2 separate regions of the Cyprinus carpio genome follow, and region 2 is linked to region 1. The links are chromatin contacts, called in public Hi-C maps. All regions are on one chromosome and are shown on one strand. Each heading gives the region's core, a stretch centred on a gene start, on an enhancer-like site or on the middle of the called end of the contact. The rest is flanking DNA. Distances are from core to core; before and after follow the strand shown.

Evidence for each region. Hi-C and Micro-C count contacts between places; a contact is called where the count stands out from the background.
Region 2: a contact with region 1 is called in a Hi-C map of skeletal muscle, with 3 times the contacts expected there. The contact joins the promoter of LOC109059700 here to the enhancer-like site in region 1. A contact is called at or near these places in 2 of 8 Hi-C or Micro-C datasets (liver and skeletal muscle).

The regions. Positions count from the first base shown.
Region 1 is chrA10:16,459,098-16,466,951 of ASM1834038v1, forward strand. It overlaps mef2ca (myocyte enhancer factor 2ca), which reads right to left. Exons shown (of 11, transcript XM_042765440.1): 4 at 3,182-3,322; 5 at 2,819-3,005; 6 at 765-812. Among protein-coding and RNA genes, the nearest start is that of LOC109097462, 12 kb to the left of the region's middle. Within about 2 kb of position 4,179, at least 1 of the 8 cell types and tissues checked has an H3K27ac peak or open chromatin away from gene starts, as enhancers often do. A contact at or near this core is called in skeletal muscle, where this site is marked.
Region 2 is chrA10:16,511,993-16,519,846 of ASM1834038v1, forward strand. It overlaps LOC109059700 (centrin-3), which reads right to left and starts at 4,829. Exons shown (of 5, transcript XM_019076872.2): 1 at 4,653-4,829; 2 at 4,128-4,263; 3 at 3,467-3,581; 4 at 2,714-2,905; 5 at 2,329-2,388. The coding sequence starts at 4,669. The coding sequence ends at 2,345.

The DNA.
Region 1 (7,854 bases), core at 2,929-5,428:
ATCTGTGGTCTTTTTCAAGACGTTGTCAGTTAATTGTTGCCATCTGTCATAGTAACACCACAGAACTCTTATGTTGCCAAATGTACAATTGTACTTTTACTTGAACATTTTCTCAGACGTTTACAACAGTTAGCAAAGAATCACTTTTAGATGTTTTGATGTTTCCCGAGACTTGCATATAGGGGGAAAAAAGTTAAGACAATTTAGACTTCTAGTTTTCAAGATTTGCATTTCATTATGGTCTGTTTGAGTCTTCTGCACCAAACCAGTGCTGGTGTTGACAGCTAGTGAGTTCAATCCCACAACTGTGACAATGTGCAAAGTCCATTTTCTGTGAGCTTTGCTAAAACTCTTTCATGCATGCGTTGGCTCAAATGTAAGTGGCTTTTAATCGATTTCATGAATGAACTGTGTTCACTAACGAACGGTACATTATTTAGACTTTTTTTGGACCTTTTTTTTTGGTGGAATCAGAGCCTCAAATCTTGACGTTCCATGAATATGTTGTGTTATGTTTCCTCTCGCCTAATGAAGGTGTTGATGGCTTCATCATATTAGAATTCACCATAGGATGTTTTTTATGAAACGGTTCTTTAAATATACTATTTAAGACCCTTCACCGCGACATCCTACAGTGGTGTGCTGGATAAATATCCGGGGAGGAACTAGCCAAGCAAAAGGAAGCTTTGAATCGAAACCAAGTGGCTCCGTCTGTCTATTGAGACAGCAAACATACACGTATGGTAAATATACATGACTCTCACCAGCACTGCTGCCCACTCCGCTGCTGAGGTCTGGACCCATAAGGCCACCTGAGGATAGGACAGAAAAGACATTAAACAAGACTGACACTCAAAACACGTACGCCACGCCTGACTGACGCCTCCTTCCTGCGGCCAGACGGGCCGCTCGAGATATATGTACGAGAGCCAGTGTGAAAAAACCCCATCTGTAAGTCTATCCGAACCCACAAACCCCTGTTCGGCCCTATGGAGAAGATGCCACCATCCAAGAAAAACCTTTGAAAAGTCTGCGCGGTTTCAGACGTCGCGGTCTCTGCCAAGACTCATATTTAACTTTGCTCCTGTAATACGAAGCAAATTGTTCCAGGAGGGCCAGGGATAATGACAGGACAGACGCTGTGGTCAGAAGGACTCTGACCAGAGCACAAAATAGATCTTTCAGACAATAATAACAAGCCCACAGTAGGATTAAACTTCCCACACGTATGTCACCACAGACTGTCTTTTTCTACCATTTTGTTAATTTTTTCCCCCCATTCCTTCCTCTTTCTCTTTCTCTTTACCTTCTAAACACACATATCTGGATGTTTCTTTTGGCACTGTGGACTTTTAGAAATGAAACTCCTTTTAAGACTTTTCACGTTGTCAAACTTGTCTACTAATTTCCAAAGGTGCATATATGTGTATCACAGGAGAATACTGTAGTTTTTTCATCCCTGAAGCAAATGCTCAAAATCAAAACCATTTAAAAAAAAAAAAAAAAAAGGTCTCCTTTTTTCATTTATTTAATTTAAACTTTCTACTTATTGTGACTTTATATGCATATATACATATTCATCTGTATCAAAAAAATAAAAAAAAAAATTCGGATAAAGTTTGCATAATTTGTGTGTAACTTTCAACACTTTTTTGTTGCTTGTTTTTACAAACTGACAGACAAGTCCATCGGTTTCTATGGTAGTTCTTTCATTTTTTAGTAGACAAGTACACAAATATTTGATAAACTTTTATTAATTGAAAAATGGTTGTGGTTGAAATAACACAAGATTTGTTTAAAAATCAAGTACTTTTCACATAATAAATGTTTTCACTCTTTGTTTAGATTATTGTAGTTAATTAAATGTAATAAATCTAAAATAATTTAATCAATTTAATTATTATTATTTAGTGATTAATTTATTATGTAAAATTACATTAAAAATATAAAATACATTTTTTAATAAAATAACACTTCATTTAAATTACAATTTTCATTGTTTAATATTTGTTTATAGTTGAAAAATTCAATATTTTTAAGCTATATTAAAAATACAAAAAATAAATAAGTTTTAAAAAGAAAGAAATATAAAAATACTTGTCAAATTTAATAGCTTTTTTTAATTAGATTTTAACTCAGTAATTAAATACATAATCTTTTGGATGGATTTCCACAAGTTAATATTAAATCTATACAGAAAAGGTGTAAAGGCAAAACACTGTCTTTAATGTAAAAGATGAAGACATAACATTCAAATAACATAAATTTTAAAAAAGAAGCTAAAATCTGTATATTTCTGTAAAAATCAATCCCTGTGACAGTTGAAGAAACACCCATATACATGTGCTCAAAGTACGGATAATGTGTTTTGATAAATCCTAAGCTGACCAAACTTCCTCTCCATGAAGCCTAAACCACAAACGCAGAACGGGAGTTAAAAGGAAAATATGGTCATCTTTATTTGCCCGCTGACAACCGGGAGTTCCTTTACAAGCAGCCAAAACTCCCATCGAGACAGACACTTTTTTCGGCTCTGGGACAGCCTCAGGAGTTCTGCTGAGTACACAGTGTTTATATTAAAGGCCCGGCCTGGCACAGCTGAATATGGCTGAAAGAAATATTTGAGCGTATGTAATGATCTGTATGCGGTGTTTGAATTCATGCGAGGTGTGTTTTCATAGCCTCGGTGGAGCTGTTGGTGGTCCTCAGTGGAGCTGCTCTCTAATGATGTCAATAAAGCGTGGAAATGAACATTATTTGAAACTATGCTCTGATCCGGAGTCCCTGGCAAAGTGGAGAGCCCGGTGCGGGTCAGTACCTGTGTTGCCTGCACTCGGGGGCCGGTGGGTCACTCCAGGGGACATGCTGTTCCTCTGGAGGGAGGGGTGAGCCAGCGGCAGCATGTTGGGGTTGCCCAGGGACGCTCCTGGGTGGCTGTAGATCAGGCTGTTGGGGTTGCTCACAGGGATTGAGATGGGCATGTCATAATTAGACTGGGGGATGGCCTATAAAACAAAATGCATGGAAATCAATCAACCTTGTTGATACAATGCTGAAAAACAAATGAATTTACTGGAAAAAAAAATTCATATGTGAGTGGATATTTAAATATTTGGCTATTGTGAGATTTCAAATTGGTTCAACCACCAGTTCTGACATCTGAAAAGTTGACTGCACTTACACACAGTCTCTGCCTGCTGATCATCAGGTCAATGTCTTCGTTGATTTTACGATATTTGTCCTCAGACTCTGGACTGTGGCCTGAATCTTCAGCATCAATATCAGGACTGTCACAGCCATTTAGACCCTTCTTCCTCAGAGTCTGAAACAAATATACATACATTTTTACACTGTAAAAATACTTAAAAATCTGGAGATTAAAAATATATATACTTCTGAAGATTACACATCAAGACAGAAACATGTACACAGATGAAAAAGGAAAAGGCATGTTCTGGGTATAAATGAAATAGAATTATAAAATCCATCCTTTGGAGAAAATCGTTGTCAGTAAAGTATCTACACTCATCTTCCTGTTTCTTAATCCAAACTGATTTATGCAGGTTTCCAAAAGATACAACAGAAGCAAACAAAAACACACTGTAGAAAAACCATGTGTTAATACATAGTGCAGAAACATTACATTGAAAACAAAAATTGTAAAATAAACACAGAAAAATATACTATTACTACACATAAAATAAGCAAATATGGTTTGAACATTATGGCCTTTACAAGAATAATATTAAAAATACAATCAATCATATATATATATATATATATATATGATTGATTGTATATATATATGTATATATAGCTCTATCAACAGTATCTGTTGCTTAATATTACATATATTACAATCTGATAGAGAAGTCTAAATTATTTTCTGTGGTATTTTTTTCTAAATTATTTTCCATGGTAATCGACAACCTGCCACAGATGCTGTTAAATGATCTTGTATGCAACCACAAATATCCGTTTAAGACTGGAGAAATTTCCTGTTTGACCACAAGAGGGCTATATTTGAAAACAAATAAAGCTTTTCCTGCTTGTGAAACATGAGCCTTTGATTCCTCACAAGAGCCTAATCCTTTCATCTGAAGCCTTTGAGAATCTAGCTTGAGCAAACCCTGACTTAAAATGGAATAAAACCATACACTAATCACTTTGCTGTCATTAACAGAGCTGTTAGTTTGCTTAGGCAAAACAACACTATTACTATCACTCACACTAAACGCTAAATGTTTGATCTTACGTGTTTAATGGCCATGTCAGAATAATGCACCTATTTGTGTATTGTCCATGTTTTTGTGAGTTATATTCAAGGTAAAATCTGACCTAAAGTGACATACAGCGATGCAGTTTGGCTTATCTTTCTGCTTGGTCTCAGCATTTCGCTCACCGGCAAGCAGCCACATCACTGGACCACAGCAATTCCACTCATTCAAGACATCTCCACCTGTCAAGGCCTTTGCACCTGTCCAACAAATCTCCTCGGCTCAAGAGGAAGGGGAGGAGCCGGGGCCACAGCCAATCACGGCCTCAAACCCCAGGGATGGCCGTAGAAGGCTATTTTTTGCCCCAGTGCCACCCAGCAGCGTCCCAGCAACCCTACACCCCCCGCACCCCCACCCCCATCATGCCGTCTGTGGGTCGTTGACACCTCCAGCTCACAGTTCGACCCGGCTCTGTGCTTTTAGCAACACAGCTGGATCCCAAAGCCTGACATCAGCAGACTAAACATTCAGACCGATACAGACCGCTCCTGCCCAACAGAGGGAGGGTCGTGCTCAGCCGAGCATTCCTGTTCAGTTCATCACACACCAAAGACAGGACAACGACGAGGGCGTGACACAACTTTAAGATCTCAATTATTTCTCCTAGATGACAGTCACAGTAAACTGAACTGAAACAGAACTGAAAGGTGGAGAACTGAAAAGTGGAGACTTTTGATTAAAAATGACTCAGAAATTCAAATTCTGAAATCATCTTCATGTCACAAAAGAAGATATTTTCAAGAACCAAAAAACATTGGTCTCCATTGACTTTTACTGTATGGACAGCACTATTTTAGTATTATTTATATATATTATGTTTTTTAGAGGAGAGAGGAGAGGAGAAGAAAGGAGCGGAGAGACACAGCTATCAGCGCCTCCTTCTGCTCTTAGTCTTGTCAACTCTATGGAGACTTGCTCCTAATTAAACCAGCGCTGCATCACTCTCCCACATGACAAAGACAGCCCCAGTCTGTCCGCATGTAGACATGGCGTCCTATATAGCGTGCTAGCCGGTAACCTTCAGTGTAGAAATGATGTTGTGCGTGAAGTAGCAGGTGGTAACGTGTGGAGACAGCTGACTGATGCCGTTTGCTGGCCAGCAGCTGCTGGACTGACTGACTGACTGACGGCGTCACGTCACCTTGTACCCTCCTCTGAGGTCCACATGGGTGGTCTCGCCTCACCTCAAAGCAGGCCCATTTACAGTCCACTGTGTCAGGAAACACTTTAAACAAGGGCAAAGTCTGAGAAACTGCAGTCGAACGGCACACACACCAACCCAGAGGAAAATTATATTACTCATAGTTTGCTCAATCATCACTCAGGAGACTTCATGGAGTTCTCAATCAGGTTTTCTTTGTCAACTTTTTTTTTCCTGATATTTCTCCTGAAATGCCTGAGAAAAAATACAATTATAAACAAATGAGAGAACTGTTAATATACTGTACAGCATTTTTATATTGCTTTTTGATTTCATAGCTTAATAGAGACTTAATGGAGTTCTTAAGTTTCATTTAAGAATCAACACTCTCGTAAAATGCCTTAGCATATATATATAAAAATAAAATCAAATGAGACAACTGACGTATATTTAGAATATACTGAGGTTGCTCCTTTAAGTATCGACTTCCACTCAGGTGTTTCTCTTAAAATGCCTAAAGAAAAAGCAAAAAACAAACTAAAAAGAGAATTATTGTCTTTACAGTAAAAGTATATTGCTCATAGGTTGCTCTTTCATAGCTCAAGAGACTTAATGGAGTTCTCAATTACAGTATATTTCCTTTAAGCACCAAGTTTCAGATGTCTCTTATCAAATGCCTTCTGAAAAAAAAAGAAATAAATTCTTAATTGCTGACAAGAGTATATGGCTCATAAGTTGCTATTTCATTGCTTGAGAGTCTCATTTATATCTCATTTAAGAATAAGATGTTTCTCCTAAATGCCTTAAGAGAAATAAAAGTCATATCAGAATCAGAAATACTGGAAACAAATGAGACGATTCTTGACATACAGTAAAAATGTATTGCTCAAATGGTGTTCTTTCGTAGCACTCATGTCTCATTTAAGAATAAAATGTTTTTCTTGAGAAACATAAAAATACAATTTGTTAAAATACAGAAAGAATATAGAGCTGAACAATACGAGATGCAGGAAACATGCAAAAATCTCTAGCTCCATTGCTGTCTAAAAATCGAAACATTAAAGAGATCTCATGTGTGACTTGTCTTTCCTTTAAGGAACATGCACACCCTCCAAGGTACCACTGCATTTTGCCCATCAACAGCAGCACAGACCACACCCAAGACACCCAAAAAAGCAATCAAACTGAGAGCATGTGACCACAAAAAGGCAGCGCAATTCAAGGAGATGTAGCCTTATTGTCTCACGTGTCAGTAGGGATATTCGACTAAGAACTTCTTCCACATCTTCAGATGTGCATGTGTCATGTTTGCCTATGTGGAAAGTTGTTGATTTAAGCGGTGAGTCACAAAAACATATTCACAGACAAGTGCATCATAACAGAAACGCATGTAGAAGCGAAAGGAAACTGCAAATTATCAGTTCACAGAAAAAGTCCAAATAAGACTTGATTTGTGCTGCCTAAACACTGGTATATCAAGCTCGGTTTATCAAAAGCAGATGGATCTGGATGGAAAAACGAAAGCCATACTGGTTCCGACCGTAAAAGAGGCGGAATCCTGTTAGAGTCATACGGGTGAGCCAGCGGGGACGCCCCTGTTCCTGTGGCAGGTCGCATGGCCAATGCGTGGCACTGTCTGGCCTTCCTCCAGGGCTCTTTCCACCAGCTGCTCCGACCACAGCAGCTGGGCAACGTTTGGAAAATGCCACACTGGGGACCTCTGGGTAATTTACCTTCTTTGATGCTCTCAGTACTCTATAATAACGAATCAAAGGCCCTCTCTTTTACTGCCATGAGTTGAGCGCCGCGTGTTTGGTATTAAACACACTTGAGAGCATAATTACGACAGTAACTGGCCCGGTGGATATCCAATCTGACCGCGAGGAAGCGGAAGAGTATTCCAAAGCCGAGTTGGGCTCGAAAAAAGTGAACTTCCTGTGGTCCCTGATGTTCTTGGGTGGCTTGACTGTCAGCCGATTTATTTGCAGCTGACGTGAGGCAAGAATTCCTCACCAGGATCATTCCCGGGGTGAAGCAGCCCCACATTTATGAATTTGAATGAATTCCCTCTGGGCCCTTCCTGTAAATAATTGCATATTATCACACAAAATCATGTCATCTCTTTACATTTGTAGTCATGTGACCGCTCAGAAGCAGGCTGCATTGTTTTTCCATTGCAGCATCTATAGAGGACAGTACAGTTATTCATGTTAAATTATCACTGATCAAGTCCTTCTAAACACAAAGTCCCTCACTGTTGCCCAATAATGGGCTCATGTGGGCCCCAATCATTCATAGTCACCAGACTGAACTGTACTTGACATGTTGCATGCCACAATTATGGCCAACCTTACTTGCCACGGCATCTACGATCAGCTGCAACACCAGTGAGAAATAAAGCATTCCTTCCTTGCCGTCAATTAACGGCTTTTGTCT
Region 2 (7,854 bases), core at 3,579-6,078, 54 kb after region 1:
AGTTACAGTTTTTGGTGCTATTTATAAACACTATTCTCAAAATATCTCTGAATTGTTTTTCCTACGTGTGATTTCAGGAAAGTCATGTTTCCTACGTGATATTTCACTTACTAAACACACAATACAGAGACATACAGTGGATTTCATTATAATTGTATACAATTACAATGCAGTTATTCATTTTAAAATTGTTCAAACAACTTGTAGGCAATGTTCCAGGTTTTCTGAAGCCATATAAAACTATATGTGGGGAATGAAAATCTTGCAAATCTCATTCATGCTTATTTATATAAATTTTTTTTACTATTATTAATACATTAAGGTTTATTGTGCCTGGTTTAATGTCAGTTAAAGCAAACAGCATTGGTTCTTGATTCTCATAACTGATTGTGATGTTAGTTGCTTGAATATGCAAATGCAAGACTTAATTCTTAAATGTGTTTTTAAAAAAATATTGTTAGAAGAAAGATAAATGCTTTGGGGTGACTTTAGGGCAAGAAAATATTGACAAAATATTTTTGGGTGAACTATATACACTTTCATTTCTAAATTATCTCAAATAAAATAATGAAGCACTGAGAATGTATTTAAATATACATACATATATACATATATATACATATATATATTTCAATCTAGTTAAAAAAAATCCATATAATTTTTTTTTTTTTTAAATCATAAAAATAATAAAACAAAAAAGTTATTAAAAAAATATTTTTCCCCTCTTTTATATAGATAACACTGTCATGTGCGGGAAAAAAAAAAATCATGCTTATTTGATCTGTTTGATCTGGCATTAATCAAACATTGCTCATCTCTTTGGCCTGATTTGTTGGTTAAATGCAGCAGGTTACCACACATGGTTTTATAGTGATCTGCTGAACCGTATCCATGACAACCATTTCTGTGCTGATGTTGTGTGTAGGTGATTGTCATTACCTCATGCGGTGCCACCTCTGCTTCAAGACAGAGACACACTGACCAAATTATCGTCACAGCAGCACAGATACGGCTGGAGTCATCGATGTCAGCCTCTGCAGAGCTGCGGTCACATGTTTCATCTTGGATAGCGTTATAAGAGGTGATGCTCAACACATTCAGCCATTTAAAGCCTTCCTGTCATCTCACCGTCACATCGTTTTGACAGCTGAATCGATTCCACACAGGCAGACATCTGGCCCAGGATCTAAACTTTTATAGATGTCAAACTTTTCCAATGAACCTGAGCAACTCTTTGAAAGAGATTTTTTTGAAAAAGAGTTTGCGTCACACAAAATCTGCCACAGATGTGAATTTTTTTTGTTTTTTTGAGTTTCCTTGACTTTGATGGTATTATATTCATACTAATTTTTTTGTTAAGGTGTATTATTAAGGACTATAATTTTTGGAGTGTTAAAAGTTTTGGTCTTTTTGAACAGAAATCTCTCTTTTCCCCAGACTATAATAAAATCCAACTGCAGTCTTTTTGAAAACCCAGTGAATACAAAGGCAGAACTTTTCTTTGAATAATGTCTCCCTCTATTGGCCAAGACTGAAAAAAATCCCCTTTTAAACCAACAAAAGAATGGAAGAAAAAAGGAATAATAAAATTTTTAAAAAGTTAAATCACATATACATTGCTTTTATGTGAAATTCAATATATTATTAATTAATTTACTCTAAATATAATTATATTAGTTTTTATAATATTATACATATAATAATAATAATAATAATAATAATAATAATAATAATAATACTGCAACGTCAACTTAACATAAAAAAAAAAAAACTGCTATCCTATACTATTTCTGAAAAAATTAGCTGCATTGCCTGGAATCAGTTTAGAAATGGATCAGCTAAATTAATATGCAATCGCAGTATAATTTAATATAATATATGCATTTAGCATTGTTTTATCCCATGCTCTCCATGAAAAATAACATGGCTGTGATGATGACGCTGCGCTTTAGTCAAAGAGACAAACGGAAATAATGTTTTTTTTTTTTTTTTTACTGTGTATTTACAATAAATAGTACTTTGGAATGTTATTTCAAATGCAAAATGCACAACTACAACACAAACTATTAATACTCAAGACATAACACATTTGCAATGATAAAATACAAAGTATCCCAATAAAAATCTAACCAACCTATTCATGACCTAAAATGTCATTTGTCCTTCACGTCCAGTTCAGTTCAAGCGTCTGTCCAGAATTTCAGCACCCATCGCACCTACCGTTCCATACATCGGAAATGTGGTTTACTGCTCATGAATAAAGTCAGTCTGTCAGATCGATTGGCTCTTCACAGTGTATGTGCAGCCAAATCTTCAGCACACATTTTCTTTGAGTCACAGCTGCTCACGAGTCGCCGGTCATGATGGAGATGAACTCCTCTTGATTAACTGAAAGAGTCAAAGAACAAATGTGATCACTTAAATTCACTTTGCTTTTAACCTACTTACTCCCAGCACAGACAATTATTAATATTTTGCTGATTAAATTACATATAGCTCTTCACAACGCCAAAGGACACACAAACAGCTTTCAACTCAGCCTTCATTTCCACTGTTCCCATTTTTGTTGGCTGCAATACATTAATTTGCTGTGCCTTAATTGAGAAAAGCACTCTGGGCCAACTGGGAAAAGCACAGTAATTACTTCCATTCATCAGAGGCAATAAAAATAGCACTTTTTTCCCTCTCCCTAGATAAAAATGCAGCAACTTACTCTCTCCGTCCCCATCCGTGTCAAATTCATCAATCATGGCTCGCAGGTCTTCGTCACTCATGTCTTCGCCCAGTTCACGAGCGACACGCCGCAGGTTTCTCAGGCTTATCTTTCCCGTTTCATCATCATCGAAAAGTTTAAACGCCTTCAGAATTTCCTCTTTTGGGTCTCGCTCCAATATCATGTCCGTCACTTTAAGAAAATGATATCACTTGGTTTACAAAAGTTAATGAACTTCAAGCTAACATGGAATCTGCTCCTGATTTCAGCAAAATCATATCTGATAAGCAGATGTTTCCATCCAAAGTTGCATATTTAACTTATGCGGAAAATTTAAATATTGCAAATAAATCACCGTTTCCATTGCATGTGTTCAAAATAACAAAATCGTCACTTCCTGGGAAACTGGCGCAAAGTCAGCATAAATTATTCATCTTGTGGCTCTTTTATTCCTACGTAATAAATTATTTGCACCTCAGAGCGTGCAGATGAAAAACATGACAGCATTTGTTATTCATCTGGTAGATAATTATACCAAATTATTTTGGTGACAGACTGAATGCAGACTGAGTTTTTTGTTGCGTATCAAGGAATATATTAGGTAAATGTGTTTCCATCGTAGTTTATTGACATGTTTTCTTATCTATGTCTTCACATCTTGACGTTTTCATCATCCCAAAATTCACATAAAAATATGTTGGTGGAAACATAGCTATTGTCTAGACCTATAAGTGAGTACCGAACTCAACTTACCCACTTCTTTGAAATCTTCCAAAGTTATTTTCCCAGTTCCTTCTCTGTCATAGTCCTTCAGGATCTTTAACACGTCTACTTTCTTCACCTCAAAACCCAGAGCTCTCATCGCCACCTGGAACACAGATTTTAAATATCCGTATTTTTGAGCTACTACGATTCATTTTCAATTGTTTACTGAACAAAATTAATACAGGATGTTACAGTTTACAGTTAACCTTCCCATAAGAAGAACACAAAGTCACTACAACCCTAACAATATTAAATAATGTTTAATTGTTTTGAGAAACTGTGCTTTATCATCCTCTTTAATTAGTCTTACAGTTATTCATAAATAATTGTAAATAAAACAAATTAACGATTTTAACTAAAAAATAAGACTAAATATGCAAGTTAAAATATTTTAATTAATTATTTATATAATTATTCATAGAACTTTTTTGCTTATTTATAAATAATGTTGTATTACAGTTAACTGCAAGTGATACAAGTTTTGGACTAAGATTTGGATTTAAGATTAAATTCTTGTGGGGCCTGAGGGCGAGTACATATTTCAGCAAATTTTCATTTTTGGGGTCAATTATTCCTTCAAGATTTGAACTTTTAAACTGATGAATCGTCACTGCACATGTGTGTTCTGTTTGTAAAATGCGATCTTTACCTTTAATTCGTGATAATCAATTTCTTTATCCTTGTCTGTGTCGAAGAGCTCGAACGCTTCCTTGATTTCATCCTTCTGCTCCTCAGTAAGTTCTCTCCTCTTCTTCCTTTTATTCTTATCAACAGTTAGGTCAGTCCTTCAAGCACATGTATGGAAATCAGTCACCTTCATTCTGATCTTCCATTAGTTCAGATACCATTCATTCAATCACACACACACGCACGCGCACGCTATCTGTCTCCCTTGACAACATTTTGAGGTCCCACAGAACATGCATATGATACACAAAACTGCAGGTTTTTATAGCAAAATAATTAAGTAAATACGTGTTGCTCTTCTTTGGAAGGCAATATGAGTTATAGTTTTTAATCTATTTATAATACGTGTTATTATTTTACTGATTTATTATTTTACTTAATAATAAAAATTACAGTGTCAACAGTTCACATGCACCGGCTAGTAATGCTACACACACCAACAGCTGGTCTCTAAATAAAATCTTTATCGACCACACACCATAATTACCTTAGAGACAGGCTCATTTTTGCAGTTTGGCAATAAATAACTGATATTGAAACCCAAACCAGACCAACGAGATTACAGTTCGGCTTCTCCAGTCGAGCTAATCAGCTAATACCCGAAAACACAAAACAGCGCGTTGCTAGTTGATTGTCGAGGAAACGTTTCCGATTGGCTGTGAATGTCTGAGCGTCAGGATAACGTTATTGGTGATTGGTTGTTTGGAAACCGACCTGCATTTGAGCCTGTTTGATTGGCGGGCTGGGCCAGGAATGGGCGGTCTTAATTGATGGGAGCATTTATTAATGATGTGTGGTTAATAATATTGAACAAATATTACTTAAATATTATATATAATCTATTGTCAATTATAAATTGATATAATTTTATAATATATATATATATATATATATATATGTGTGTGTGTCTGTGTGTGTGTGTGTGTGTGTGCTGATTTACATGTGTGCGTGCGTGTGTGTATATATATATATATATATATATATATATATATATATATATATATATATATATATATATATATATATATATATATATATATAAAATATAACTAATACAAAATAAAGAGATTGTATATGACAGTTTATCTAATATGTATATCAATTAAATTATGATGGCTGTATTATTATTATTATTATTATTGTAGTAGTAGTATTAGTAGTAGTAGAAGTAGTAGTAGTTTTATAAATGTAAATGCAAAATAAACTGATGATAAAAATTTAAATCGATTTACCGATCGTCATACATAGCAATAAATATTGAAATTGATTCAGTATTGAAGTAATCAAAACTCTGGTGACATAAGAGTGCCTTTTATTAATTTTTTACTTTCTGTTGCTATTAATAAATATCATTATTATTGATAATATTTAAACAGCAAATTGTTAACAAAACCAAAATAAGTTTTTAATCCTCAATTTGGTGATTACAGTCAACCACCAATAGAGGACGCCCTACACCACGCCGCCACCATCCTTTCTAACTTGAACTGCAACAAAAAGTGAAAGAAACTCTTTAAAACTTTGCACATGGTTTTGTCACATTCACAGCGCAATGTAATTAATTTAATATAGAATATTAGTATTCTCTCGCTGTATTATCATGACTGGTGGCAAAATCCTCACAGCATCATGTTTAGGGAAGTAAAATGGGTGGCTCCCTAACGACTTCCTCTGATGAGCACAAAATGTTTTTGTCTGGTCTCAAGAGGGGGTCTGGGTTTGAGCTTGAAAGGTCTTAAGGTCACGCAACAACACCGTAATAGACTGAAACTTAAAGTTGAACAGATTAATCTTGTGAAGTGCATGAGCTGTACTAATCAATTTAATAGAAAAACTCATAGGGTAAAGAATTACTTAATCTGACATACTGACTCCATGCTTGTGCATACTTGTGTACTTTTTTGGCTTTTTGACCCAGGAAAAACAAATCCACCATGGAACCATGCTTACTTGCAAAAAGTGCCCATACAAAAAGAAAATAAAAAAAAAGAAAGAAAAAAAAACATGCAAAACACACTTTCAGGATTTCATCATTAACGTGGAATGCAGCAGCACATGTTTTCATGTTTTGGCTGAACTTGCTCATTTTATTTAGAGCACTTGGAACTGAACAGTCTGTTACCGTGACAACAAAGATTACCTCTGGGCAACCGTTGACTGTTGATAGGTGTCCTATTAAAAAACAACAGAATTGTTCACAGACTCACTAATCATTACTCATACGAGGTGTGAGCGGTTGCTGGCAACTCAGCTTTTGCACAATTTTCATGATCTCAAGCTGATCTCTTGCATGCACGCCGACTCAAGGAAGAGGTTTCGGAAAGTACATGATTTCTCATGATCTCGAAAAAGAAAGCATAACGTCTGAGTTATGATAGTACTAGTGCACACGGGGACAGACCACTGCCTGAGTTTTGTAGAGCAGAGTCTGTGTATCCCATGAAGCAAGACTGTTCCTATTGGATGGTGCTGGTCATGTGACAGTCCATTCATTTCATTAGCCTACTTGTGACAGTCTCAGGACCCTCGAATGCCTGGAACATCTGGACTAGCTTGTGTTTCGCTAGACAGTTGTGATGTTGTGTACTAACTAAAATAACTATAACTATATAACTATACAGGGGCGCTGCACAAGATCCCGGGCCCTATGCATAGGCAGTCCTGATGGGCCCCCATGATTACCAGGGCCCTCTCTTCCTATATATATATATATATATATATATATATATATATATATATATATATATATATATATATATATATATATATATATATATATATATATATATATATATATATATATATATAATTTAAAATATCTTCTGAGTATAGATGTGTTCCTCCTGTCATTTGAAGCTCACTACTATGTTTTACTTTTCCTAAAACTGTTTTATAGAGTGTTGCTGTGCGCTGCTTTGTAATGCATCTGTGGGGGAGGTATGACTGGCTTCGATTGGCTCATTCTGAACAAAAGCAGATGAGGAACTACTGCGATGCTGCTGAGGCTGGAGTTATCTAGTTTAGACCGGCAGATGGGTGCTGCCTTCAACACTGTTGAGGGTGGGTGGGGGTTTTTTATTGTCATTTGTGTGATTAATTTAGGGAAGACAGCCTTCAGAGGTTTCAAAGTTACTATTGTAAGAGGTAATTATACTACGTACTGCTCTGAGATAGAGGAAGTCACTGACAAAACTCTGACAGCTTCTTAATCTGCCTATTGTAAAGGTTATAGAATTGTGTTACACAGATGCTTTAGTTAGAAAGGTTGATTTGTCCTGTAGAAAGAGATTAAACTATATTGTATATGTCCTGGAATATATATAATAATATAATATTAAATTATTATAATTATTAATATACAGTATGCATACACATTTAATAATATATAAAATATATAATATTTAATATTATATTAATATATAATATTTTATAATTATATTTCAATACATTCGATTACTATATCTATTTATCTATCTATGATTAAAAAAAACATATTATTTATAATAAAGAGTCTTTGGATAAAACCATCTTCCAAATTATTACATTTTAAAATAAATATAGTGATTATTTTATTCAGATTAAATCTAATAACAAACTGTTTAAATATATGATTTTTGTTCGTTGTTCAATTTAAGATGTAATTAATGGTTGTCAAGTACTTAAAAGGACTATTATTAGTCTATCCTACT